Regions from separate parts of the Rattus norvegicus genome. Here region 2 is linked to region 1. Evidence: chromatin contacts called from public Hi-C data. All regions are on one chromosome and are shown on one strand. Each heading gives the region's core, a stretch centred on a gene start, on an enhancer-like site or on the middle of the called end of the contact. The rest is flanking DNA. Distances are from core to core; before and after follow the strand shown.

Region 1 (6,017 bases), core at 2,984-5,483:
CCCAACCCCTAGACCGTTTTATGTGAAGGAACTGAGTCACTTTTGCATGAAGTAGTTAAAGGTGGACTTTGAAAAACATGTCAGTGGGAGGCTATCATGAGATGCTTTAGGATTAAATTAAATTGGTTACTAATTATTATTGGAAATTAAAGTGGTTATTAATTTTAACTTTTAAGAATAGAAAACAGTGATGAATAATATAGTGACGTGTCTTTATTTTGACCTTCTTGTCACCGTGGAGAGAGCGCGTGACTTTAACAGCGAGGATTATTTTGTATGTGTGTGGTTTGACCGTTTACAGTGGAGTGGTTCCATACCTCAGCACAGAGAGCTGTGAGCAGGATGAACTTGTAGGCATGGATGATAAGCATTACTAGGTAATCTTTAAAACCCGTGTACTTTATTATTTATTACTCTTAATCGTATGGAGGTATGGATGTGTCCACGTACGGTTATGTGTATGTGAGTGCAGGCGCCTTCAGGCGCCAGAGCTGTTGGGTTCTCTGAAACTGGAATTACAAATGGTTGTGCGCTGCCTGCCATGGGTGCTGAGAAGTGAACTCAGATCATCAGAAGAACAGCAAGCGTTCTTAGCCACTGAGCCATCTCTCCAGCCCTGCTATTTTATAGCATTTATACGGATGGCTGGAATTTATGCCTTTGCCACTTTATGAGGTCCAAATAACCACCATTATTCCGTTCTGTCGCCTTTCATGTTGTATAGCCTAGACCATCGTATGCCATGTGTCCTAGACTGTTGTGAACCCAGTCACATGTACACGAGACAGGTGGTACACAGTAACCACCTCCATTTGGTGGCTGAGGTACAGAGGGGATGATATTTTTACTTCTCGTGGCTGGCAGCAGGGGGAGAAAGATTCAAAGCTGGAGCCTGGGTCCAGATCAGTATACTGGACTGCGATGTGTGTTCATGGAACTTGGCAGGTCTCTGGCTTAGATTTGTTTCTCTTGAGCCATGCTGAAAGTGTCTTTGCACTTAAGAGTTCTCTTCACATTGATCATGTGTGCTTTACTACACTGGGCCCTGGAGAAGGTAAGCCATTTTTCCACTGGAAACACAGAGCATTGAGGTTTTGGTTACAGATAACCGTTTTTGTGAAGTTCTTTTTCACTCAGAAGGAATGCTATTCCAATATATATTTGAGTGTGTAGTATAATGCTATAGGTGTTTTGAGTGATGAGTCCTAGACTTTGGTGAGCCCAGTTGCATGCACAAATATATTTTCTATGAAACTTAGCATGTTTCCCTGCCCTCTGCACAGTAAAATGAATGTTATCTTTCTTTACTTTCAAACGTCTCCTTCAATAACATTTATCTCTTGCCTTAGTCTCACCCTCCTGTAGGAATTACTTTCATGACAGTGCTTAGTGTTCCAAATAACAGTACTTGTCCATTGTCTTCTTAATGAAGTGTGATGATTGGATAATTTCTGTTTGTATGGTCCTGACCTCAGCTCTAGAGCACAGCGAGTTAAGACAGACAGACCTTTGTGGACTACTTCCTGCATTTGAGTGCAAGCCCCCTGTGCATCTGGCACAATGTGAAGAGGCCATATTGAGATTACCTAAGTGACTGTATAGCCTGCATGGTGACATCATGGAGTGACTCAAAGACTTGACTTTTCATTCTGTGTTTTCCATGTATGAGCCCTGCTGTTCTTCCTGACTTTGTGGAAGTGTCAGCACTGAGATCTCTAGGGTGTGCGTTCACATGTCTAGCTGAACAGTAGACTCCCTTGAGAGTGTTTGAGTGTCCGCTGTGGTTTGCCGCTTACACCTGCTTTTCACTGCAGTGCAGAGATGATGGGGAATGTGGAGCTGGCCCCAGAGGTGGACGTTAATGCCCTGGAACCGCTCCTCTCACCAAACGTGGTCTCTGAGCTGCTCGACACATACATGTCAACACTCACGGTGAGTAGAATTGGGTTGCAGGGCCAGAACGTGCTGTGGCGGTTGTCTGTCTGTAATGTGGTGAGACACCTGAGCTAGCTCTCCTCAGTAGACTAGCCATCCCTCAAATGGTCTGGGCATGTCCACTTTCTGTAAGACTCTGGCCTGGGTCTGGAGCTTATATGAATGGATTTCACAGATACACGAAGCTTTTCTGCTGGAGGAGCCAACCTCTGCCAGCCATTTGCCTGGCAAGGCTATGAACCAATTCATACTGTGTTCCAGGGTGGGGTGACAATTTGAGGACCAAGGGGCCAGTCTCACATGAAACTCAGAACCATTAGACAGCCTCAGTAAGAGGGAATAGTAAACAAGATGGCATCTGAGCTCCCTCTGAGAGTCCCTGAGGTCTGCAGAGCTGTGTTCTGCTGTGGCCTGAGATGACTGGGCTAACGAGTCTGTTCTCTAATGTCCTAGGCCTAACCATCAGATGCTGGACATCTGGTTTTGTCCTCCAGCATAATGTTCACCAATAGCCCTCTTGATCCTTTCCCTCTTTATCTATAGTTAGTGTTTTGGTGGTCCACATACGAAAAGACCAGCATGAGCGCTGCACCCCAGTGAACTGCATGAGAAGAGCCTGCTCTAGCAGGCTCTGTGCTTGGAAGCAAGGATTGCTGTGCAAAGCTGTATCTAGTCTGTGCAGCTTACAAGAGCTACCGAGAGGATGTTGGTATAACTCAGAGCTTGTTCTTTCCTTTCCCATAATATCAAACTCCTAGTCCAACATCATTGCCTGGCTTCGGAAAGCACTGGAGACAGACAAGAAAGACTGGAGCAAAGAGACGGAGCCGGAAGCAGACCAGGACGGCTATTATCAGACGACACTTCCTGCCATTGTATTCCAGGTATAAGCCCTATTAAAGGTCCGGGGGCCCATGTGGTTAATAGGATCCGTTGGCTTCATAGACAGCAAATATCTTAGACTTCATAAAGTAGATGTAAGAACATGCTTTCCCTGATACCTCTATCTCTGCTTTCTAGAGCTAAAGAAACTGAGGCTCAGACTTACACTTACCAAGTAGTGTTACCCAGAGTCGCTTGAGATCTTTTTGGGTCTGCACTAGAGGTTAATTCTATTGGTTGTACCTGGTGCTCCTGTTCTGCGCTCTTTTACGTTCCATGCTGGGAAATGGTCAAGACTTGTCTTCAGAGTGCCACATAATTAAGTTTAATCTCGCACATAAGTGCACATAACCATCCTCCTGGCCCCACCTCTTTGTCAGCCCTCTGGTCACTTTATCACCGCATGGTTATAATGAAAGGGTAAATATTTCCCTGTGCTAGAACTCCAACTGAAGGTAATTAGTAAAATGTGTGCTAGGCTTTTTTCCCCACTGGAAAAATTGTTTAACTCCATTGTTTTTCAGATACTTTTATTTTTGTCTTTGAATTTGGACTATTCCAACTGCCAGATAATTTTTTTATTAATTATATACTTTCTTTTTTGAGATTATAATATAATTGCATCATTTCCTCCTTCCATTTTCTCCTTCCAGACTGTCCCATATACCCTCCTTATTGTCTTTCAAATTCATGGCCTCTTTTTTTATTAATTGGTGTTATATACATTTATGTGTATGGCTATACATATATGTTTTATGTCATAAATACAACCTGCTTAGTCTGCAAAATGTTACTTGGATGTATGTTTTCAGAGCTCACCATATTGGATAACTAGTAGTTCCTCCCTAGGAAGACTTTTTCTCCTACTCTCAGCATTCCATAATTGCCCCTAGTTCTTTGTCTAGAGTTGAGGCCTCGTGAGCTTTCTCTCATCCGAGTTAGCATGTCTGTTGGTACTGTCCTTGTTCAGGGTATGTTTTGGCAGCCATGTTAGTGAGACTTCACTGGTATAACTTCTGACATTTCTAGGAGACACCGTCTCACAGCAAACTTCTATCTCTTTGGCTCTTGCAGTCTTACCTCCCTCTCTACACAGCGATCCCTGATCCAGGTGATTGTGGTAGATGTATCAGTTGGGACTGGGCTCCACAACTCTGGGTTTTGATTATTTACAGTTTTCTGTAATGGTCTCCATCTCTAGCAAAGAGAAATTTTCTTAAGGAAGGGTGAGGCTTACACTTACCTGTACTTCTTAGTCACTGTTCTCTTTTGCTGGGAAAAGACGCCATGACAAAGGCAGCTCTTACTAAAGAAAGCATTTAATTGGGGACTTGCTTACAGTGCGGAGGTTCGGTGCGTTTGGTCCATCAGCGTGGCGGGGACTTGGCAGCATCATGGTGCTGGCACAGTAGCTGAGCGATTTACGTCCTGACTCACAGGCTTACATTCCTGATGCAGGCAGAGACACAGACACAGAGACAGAGCAGAGTGCTGGTTATCGCCAATGTGTAGATGCCACCACTGCACCCACACCCTTCAAAGGCTTCACCTAGATCTGTTGAGATGAGCATGTGATTTTTGTCTTTAAATCCATTTATGTGGTTTCTTAAATTTATTGAACTGTGTATGTTGAATATCCCTGCATTTCAGGGGTAAATCTAGCTTGGTCATCTTTTTGCTCTATCTGTATTCTCTGCAATTATTTTATTTGAATCTGTGTTCATCAGACGTATTGGGCTTTAGTTTCTGTTGTTGCTGTTGTTGTTGTTGTTGCTGTTGCTGTTGTTGTTGCTGTCGTTACCTGTCTTAGTCTTAGAGTGACACTAGCTTGATAGAAGTTCTCCTCCCCTCCCCCCTCCCCCTTCCCCCCTTCCATCTCTCCTCACCGCCCCCTCAGATTTTTAAAGAATGATTGACTGTAGAACTTCATTCACTGAAAGTCTGGTCTGGTGTACTTCATCTGTGAATCCATCTGATCCTAGAATTTCTTTATTATTTCAATTTTCTCATTTGGTATGAGTTATTGACATCTTGGTTTAATTTTGATGGTTTTGCTAAATCTAGAAATTAATTTCATCTTAATGAAGTACAGATTTTTAAAGTATTCCCTTTTAATAATCTGACTTTTTTTAGTATCTATTATCTCCCTGTTCATTTTTTATTCTGTAAGTTGGATCTTCTCTTTCTTTTTCTTTATTTTTACTGAATTCTGTTTTTCCAGTCTGGGCTGTCTCCAGCATTTCCATCAGCCTTATGTTTGTATTTTCTTGGGCATTATTCAGGTACAAGTTTTTTGTATGTAATTTCATTGAGATGCTTCTTTGTGTCTTCTTTAAGTTCCTTGAGTTATTTGATGAAGTTTATGTGTTCTTTTGAATTCTATTTCCTGATTTTCATATAGGCAATTCTTATTGACAAGCATTTTTATAAGGTGTGATAGGTTTTGGAGAAGAGATATTGTTTGTATTTTTGTGATGAGTTCTGGGCATATAGACTTCTTTTGTTAGTTCTGTGTCTGCTGAGACAGGGCAGGTTGGGGTAGAAGAGCGAACAGGATACATAGGCAGGCTGGATCTGGAGGTTGGAAATGGCTTGGTAGGAATGAAAGCATGTGGACGAAGGAGACGGGACCGCTGTAAAGAATGTGTGTTCTGGTCCAGGCTTGGGGTGTGAGAGGAGATCTAGCTCAGTGAGAGGTTGAATATTGTATGGTAGGGGCCTGTAAGTTAAGAGCAGGGAGAGTAGATCATGGGAGATGCCTAGAGGTTGTTTGAGGTGCAACAGGGGTGACCAGACTAGGCCAGGGCACTAGATGAGGACTCCAGACTAAATCTAGCAGGTTGAAGAGAATGTGAGAGAAAAAAGAGTCAGGCAGACTAACCAGGCAGACCTTGGAGAAGGATGTCCCAGGTAGAATTTTATTAATGGGAACATTATTCTATGCTTTTATAATACTGTTTCACAATTCTTAATGCCCTGTTCTTTTATGCTGTTGTTCTCCTTTTGTGTCTCCTTTTTTCAATTTTTAGATGTTTGAACAGAATCTTCAAGTTGCTGCTCAAATAAGTGAAGATTTGAAAACAAAGGTATTAGTTTTGTGTCTTCAGCAAATGAATTCTTTCCTAAGTAGGTATGTATTTTTGCCAGTAATCTGAATTACAAATTATGTGTTTTAAAATTAAGAATAAAACCTGTTGATT
Region 2 (5,301 bases), core at 836-3,335, 210 kb after region 1:
GGTACTCTCCAACCTCAGCTTGAATTAGAGCTTCAGGGGCCACAAAACTCTCAGGAACCTTTGGGCTTTGCCCATCTAAGCCTATATGGCCACAAGAAGGTCTTTGTCCCCTCCATCCCTCCTCCTGTCCCTGGGATAATATACAGGAGGAGACACTGATTACAGAGGCTCCCTCTTGGGTTGGGGATTTAGCTCAGTGGTAGAGAGCTTGCCTAGCAAGCACAAGGCCCTGGGTTCGGTCCCCAGCTCAGGAAAAAAAAAAAGAAAAAGAAAACAGAGGCTCCCTCTTGCCCTGATTTCTGGGCCAGGTGGACCAGCATTTACAGCATCTTTAAAGGAAGTCAACAAAGTCTCATGCCCCACAGCCTAAGCTTGGGCCAGCAGGCAGGCTTCTTTGTATCTATGCAAGAGAAAGGCCATAGGCATATACAAGAGGCTCTGTGGGGATTTTAACAGGACATGGATAGTTAACTCAGCCAGAAGTCCCTTTTCCCAGCCCTTCTATGAGCTCAGGGTTGCTGGCCTGGCTTTGTAGTGCTGATTTCCAAAGCCATCCTGTATGCTGGGGTTGGGTTTTGTGGGTGATGTGTGTTGGAGAGGAGGCCCTAATGAAGGTCTAAAAAGAATCAGTGATGTAGGATAAGCCTGCAAGAGGCCTGTATACTGACCCAAACCCTGGTGTAGGTCCTGTCTTGCTCACCTCATCTTCAAGCATGAACTGGCCAGGATGAAGGATTCAGGGCATGGACACAGGACGGAGAAGCGGGTCAGGGCACAGAGAAATGACTGTGAGGAAGACAGGAAGCTGTATTCCAGGAGGACCAGAGCAGGAGCTGGTGCAGGGCTGGATGGGAGTGTGGCAGAAGAGGCTCTTGCTACCTTTTTATTGTAGCATAGATTGCAGCTATGGTATAGGCCAGTGGGAGTAGGCACAGGGTCACTCACAGCTGTTGATGCTACCATGGCAAGAGCATGGCCCAGCAGCTCTTCCACTTCTCGAAGCTAATTTGAGGGTGAATGTGTTTCCTTCATGATGACGGGTAGTAAGAAGCCTGGTCAGAGCCTGGGACATTGGTGGGTAAGGATCGAGGACACGGGAAGTCTTATACTGGACTCTGACTCTTTCCCTGTGACACTAGAACAGGCCTGTTCTAACAGAAACCCGTAGGCAGGCAGAAAGCCCAAGAGGCATTTTGAGGAGCAAACAGGGTAAAGCTGAGGTCAACTGCCCAGGCTCTCCGTGACCGCATCTCATGATACCTCCATATCTTCTCCAACCCACCAGCATCCGTCCTCTACTCACACATGAAGTCCCACTGTTGGGGATGTAGGCCAGTCATGTGGAGGGTATGGCTGCAAAGTATTCTCAGGGTACAGCTGAGGCAGAATCTCTGGAACCTGAACCTGCCAAACAGATCCTAAAGGACCGTCAATCCCCAGACGTCACATGGAGTACCAGGGGGCCACCCTAAAAGCATTTGTCTGTCACAAAAGGCCTCTGGTCACAAAAGGGACTCAGATTTCAGACTTCAATCTGTCCCTCCTGGACACGGAGCTCCCCTACAGAAGTTACCGCACATCTTTTATCACATTCTCCTGTGCAAAGCTTGTCCAGGATCTCTTTGCCAGCATTTTTTTTTTTTTTTACCACTCAATGATATCCCTGTCACCCATAGAAATCATGTTGGTGACCTTACTTTATACTATATTTTGTCTCAGATGACCTGGCTGGCCACTCCCTACCACACACCAAGGCGACATTCCCAAGGGGGAGCCCAGAAGAGGAACTTCTTCAGGAACTGCCCTTGTCTCCTCTAGAGCCTTGTCTCAATGGATAACTAAATGTGAAAGTAGCAGGGTGAGGCGTCCTCCATGGAGGCCTTCCTCCAACTCCCTCTGGAAGTTTCCATGTGGGAGCCTATGAGAACCACAGCTGGCTGGAACATTCCCTAGCAACAATCTGTGTTTAGTAAACAAATAAAGGAAGGGCGCCAGCTCAGGACACCACCCTCCTCAGCCTCCTCGAACTACTGACCTCTCCCTTGTCCTGTTTCCGCAGGAAGAGGGGAGGCCCAGGAGGAGCCAACATTCTGGTACTGTCTGGACTCATGATTCCCCCAGGGCAAATTCCGTGGTTGAGCTACAACAGCAGCCTAAGACACCCTGCTTGTCCCCCCCACACACACCCACTTAGTTCACATTGCCTTGGCACAACCCAGGACTCAAAAAAAAGATTTATAGGCTAAAGGTTGATTTTGCACTGTGGGCCCTGTTGGTTAAACTGTGTTATCTATTCCTTTGTCAGCAGGGAAGGAGTCCCACTGGTGACAGGACCCTCACAAGCCTGGCGGGCCCTTTCTCATATGAACCACAAGAAGGATCTTCAGGCTTTTTTCTGACCTCAGGGTTTCCTAGGATCCTCTCCACACAAAGTCCTAGCTCTTCTAACCCAGCCCCTCACTTCTCAGCCCCTCACAGTGCCTAGCAGGCGCCAAATGATGCTGGTGCCCTCTAGTGGCTGCAAACTAGTACTAAGCACTGCTCCTTTGAGCACAATGCGGGTGTAGCCTGGCTCCCAACCGTCAAGCTAGTGAAAGAATTTCAGAGGCAATAACCTGACCAGAAAAGCCAAGAACGCTGCAGGAGCTCCAGTGTCCCTGAACAACAACCCAGACTGAGCTAGCAAGTGGATAGAGCAGGCTCTGGGAAAGAATGGAGTCCATTTGGATGTGCTGCCAGAACGGCCCAATGCAGCAAACACAAAGCCACCAACAAGATCCAGGGCCAAACAGAGCCAAGTTAGGAATAAAAAGAAGCAAGCAGTGATTATAAGGCAGTGAGTGTCTCCTAAACATATACACGTCCTGACACCAAAGTCAGAAGACTTCACTTGCAAAACAGAGTCATCGCAAACCAAGTAAACGAGGCCACTGGGAACGATCTCATCCACTGTGGCCACAGACCTTATAAAAATGGCAACTGTAGGCCAACAAGGGGATGCAGCAGCTCAAAGAGCTTTCTGCGGAAGTCTGACAACCTGGACCCTGTGGTAGATAGAGAGAGAGAACTGACTCCTGGAAGTTGTCCTCTTCAGGGATGGGGTAGAGGACTGGCCCTGATTGTGTTGCCTGCCTGTGGATCCCGTTCTGGGCTGCCTTTGCCTGGCTTCAGTGGGATCAGATGTGCTGGGTCCTGCAGTGACTTGATGTGCCAGGGTGGGTTGGTACCTCGGGGACGGGGTTCTTCTCCTTCTTGGAGGAGAAGGGGAGGGTGTGTGGGGAGGGACTGTGGGGAGGGGCTGTGGGGAGGGGCTGTGGGGAGGGGCTGTGGGGAGGGTGTGTGGGGAGGGTTGTGGGGAGGGTTGTGGGGAGGGGCTGTGGGGAAGGTGTGTGGGGAGGGGCTGTGGGGAAGGTGTGTGGGGAGGGGCTGTGGGGAGGGTTGTGGGGAGGGTTGTGGGGAGGGGCTGTGGGGAGGGTTGTGGGGAGGGTGTGTGGGGAGGGACTGTGGGGAGGGTGTGGGGGGAGGGTTGTGGGGAGGGGCTGTGGGGAGGGCGTGTGGAGAGGGGCTGTGGGGAGGGTGTGTGGGGAAGGGCTGTGGGGAGGGTGTGTGGGGAGGGACTGTGGGGAGGGGCTGTGGGGAAGGTTGTGGGGAGGGGCTGTGGGGAGGGACTGTGGGGAGGGGCTGTGGGGAGGGGCTGTGGGGAGGGACTGTGTGAGGGGGGCTGGGAAGAGAGGGGCATCTGCAATAGGGACGTAAAGTGAATAAATAGTGGGAAAGAAAAAAGAAAGTTGTCCTCTGAGCTCCACTTACATGCAATGGCGAGCATGCCATAAACACACACTCACTCGCTCTCTAAATATTTTTATGGGAAATACAGCAGACTGAATTCCCAGGGCAGAAAATGAGCCAACACTGAAGACTGCATCCCCAGGCCAAGGTGACATAGCGGCAAAGTGACAGGGAGACATAGTACTCCCCAGTGTTTTAAGAAGAACATGGGCCTGTGTCCGTTTCACGTTAGACTGCTTCCCCAGAACTAAGGGAAATACATCATCTCTTGCCTAAGACACCTTGGGTAGCTCTGTTAGGACAGCCATATGTGTCACACACGTTATTCCACAGTACCATGGAAAGATATGAAAGAAAGGCAGCAAGATGGAAGGCAGGGAGCGGGAAGGAAACACCCCTTTATTCAGGAAGAATGGTGGATGTAGAGATTTAGCATAACTAGGTCCCCCACAGGTACCCCCAATGGCAATGGGTCGTGCTAAGACTCTTGTTGGGACTCCTGGTCAACCCGACAGGCCACAGGCTGCCTAACTCAGAAACACAGCCAAGCTCAGCCTGGCAACTGCCGTGCTCCCCTAAGGAGACAGAGAGGCTCCATCCCATATTCAAGACTCAGCGCTGGCCTCAGCGCTGGCCTCAGCGCTGACTAGATTCTGGGTTTTAAAACTCACATAAAGGTCACTTGAGAGGCACTCGAAATTGTTGAGCTAGTGCCTGTTTTCACCCATGCTGAGGCGTTTGGTGAGGCCAATGTCTGATGTTACATAAACAGAAGCGGGGCACTGAGCTATGGGCTGATGACTTCAGTATCATCTCTTATCCCCCATTGTGGCTGAGCACCCAGGAGGCCAACTGCCTACATTAAAGAGCACACAGGAACTGATGGCATTGCTTTTCAGCCCCGCGGACCTAGGGAGCTTGAGGGCTCTTGGTTAGAGGCAGATGCTACTGGAGGACAGAGGGCCTGGGTGTCAGGACACAGTGGAGGCTCAGTAGGCCAACAACAAGGTCTGGAGTTTCTGGAGGACCAAGGAGGGTACAGCAGGGTTTGTGGCCTCCATAGTAGGTATAGTGAGATGGGCCACCACTCAGAGTTGGAAGCTGTCACCCTGATGGGAAGAGAATACAGGTGGGGTGCTGTGTGTTTGAATAGCACGACTCAGGTACCTATACCCTTCTGTTCCCCTCCCATGTGGACATTTGAGCTCCCACATGGAAGTTAGTCTCACACGGTTTGAATGCCTACTCTGTTCTGGTGACTGGATAGAGCTTTAGCAAAGACTCCTCTTGGAAGAGGGTGCTGCTGCCTATCTGGATCCTGGGCACGCAGGAACCCGAAGCGATTCCCTGCACCTGCCGTTGGTTCCTGCACACCATCCTCACCCTGTCTCCCCTAGACAAGACCTGATGCTGCAAGGTCAATCGAGTAAAAGCGTGTCCTGGGTTCACATGTCTGGGATGTGTGCACATTCAGAGTGTGTTGCCAGGGTTGGGGTGGGAGGATCTTGGTCG

What was found. A called contact is a pair of places that touch in the nucleus more often than the background predicts.
Region 2: a contact with region 1 is called in a Hi-C map of the A7r5 cell line, with 2.5 times the contacts expected there. The contact joins two enhancer-like sites. A contact is called at or near these places in 2 of 12 Hi-C or Micro-C datasets (the A7r5 cell line and mammary epithelial cells).

Annotation. Positions count from the first base shown.
Region 1 is chr1:30,934,753-30,940,769 of GRCr8, forward strand. Exoc3 (exocyst complex component 3) reads left to right here. Exons shown (of 13, transcript NM_001024964.1): 5 at 1,815-1,932; 6 at 2,694-2,819; 7 at 5,847-5,947. Among named protein-coding and RNA genes, the nearest start is that of Exoc3, 18 kb to the left of the region's middle. Within about 2 kb of position 4,234, at least 1 of the 93 cell types and tissues checked has an H3K27ac peak or open chromatin away from gene starts, as enhancers often do. A contact at or near this core is called in the A7r5 cell line, where this site is marked.
Region 2 is chr1:31,145,681-31,150,981 of GRCr8, forward strand. All of the region lies in intron 2 of Zdhhc11 (zinc finger, DHHC-type containing 11), which reads right to left. Among named protein-coding and RNA genes, the nearest start is that of Zdhhc11, 7.2 kb to the right of the region's middle. Within about 2 kb of position 2,086, at least 43 of the 93 cell types and tissues checked have an H3K27ac peak or open chromatin away from gene starts, as enhancers often do. A contact at or near this core is called in the A7r5 cell line, where this site is marked.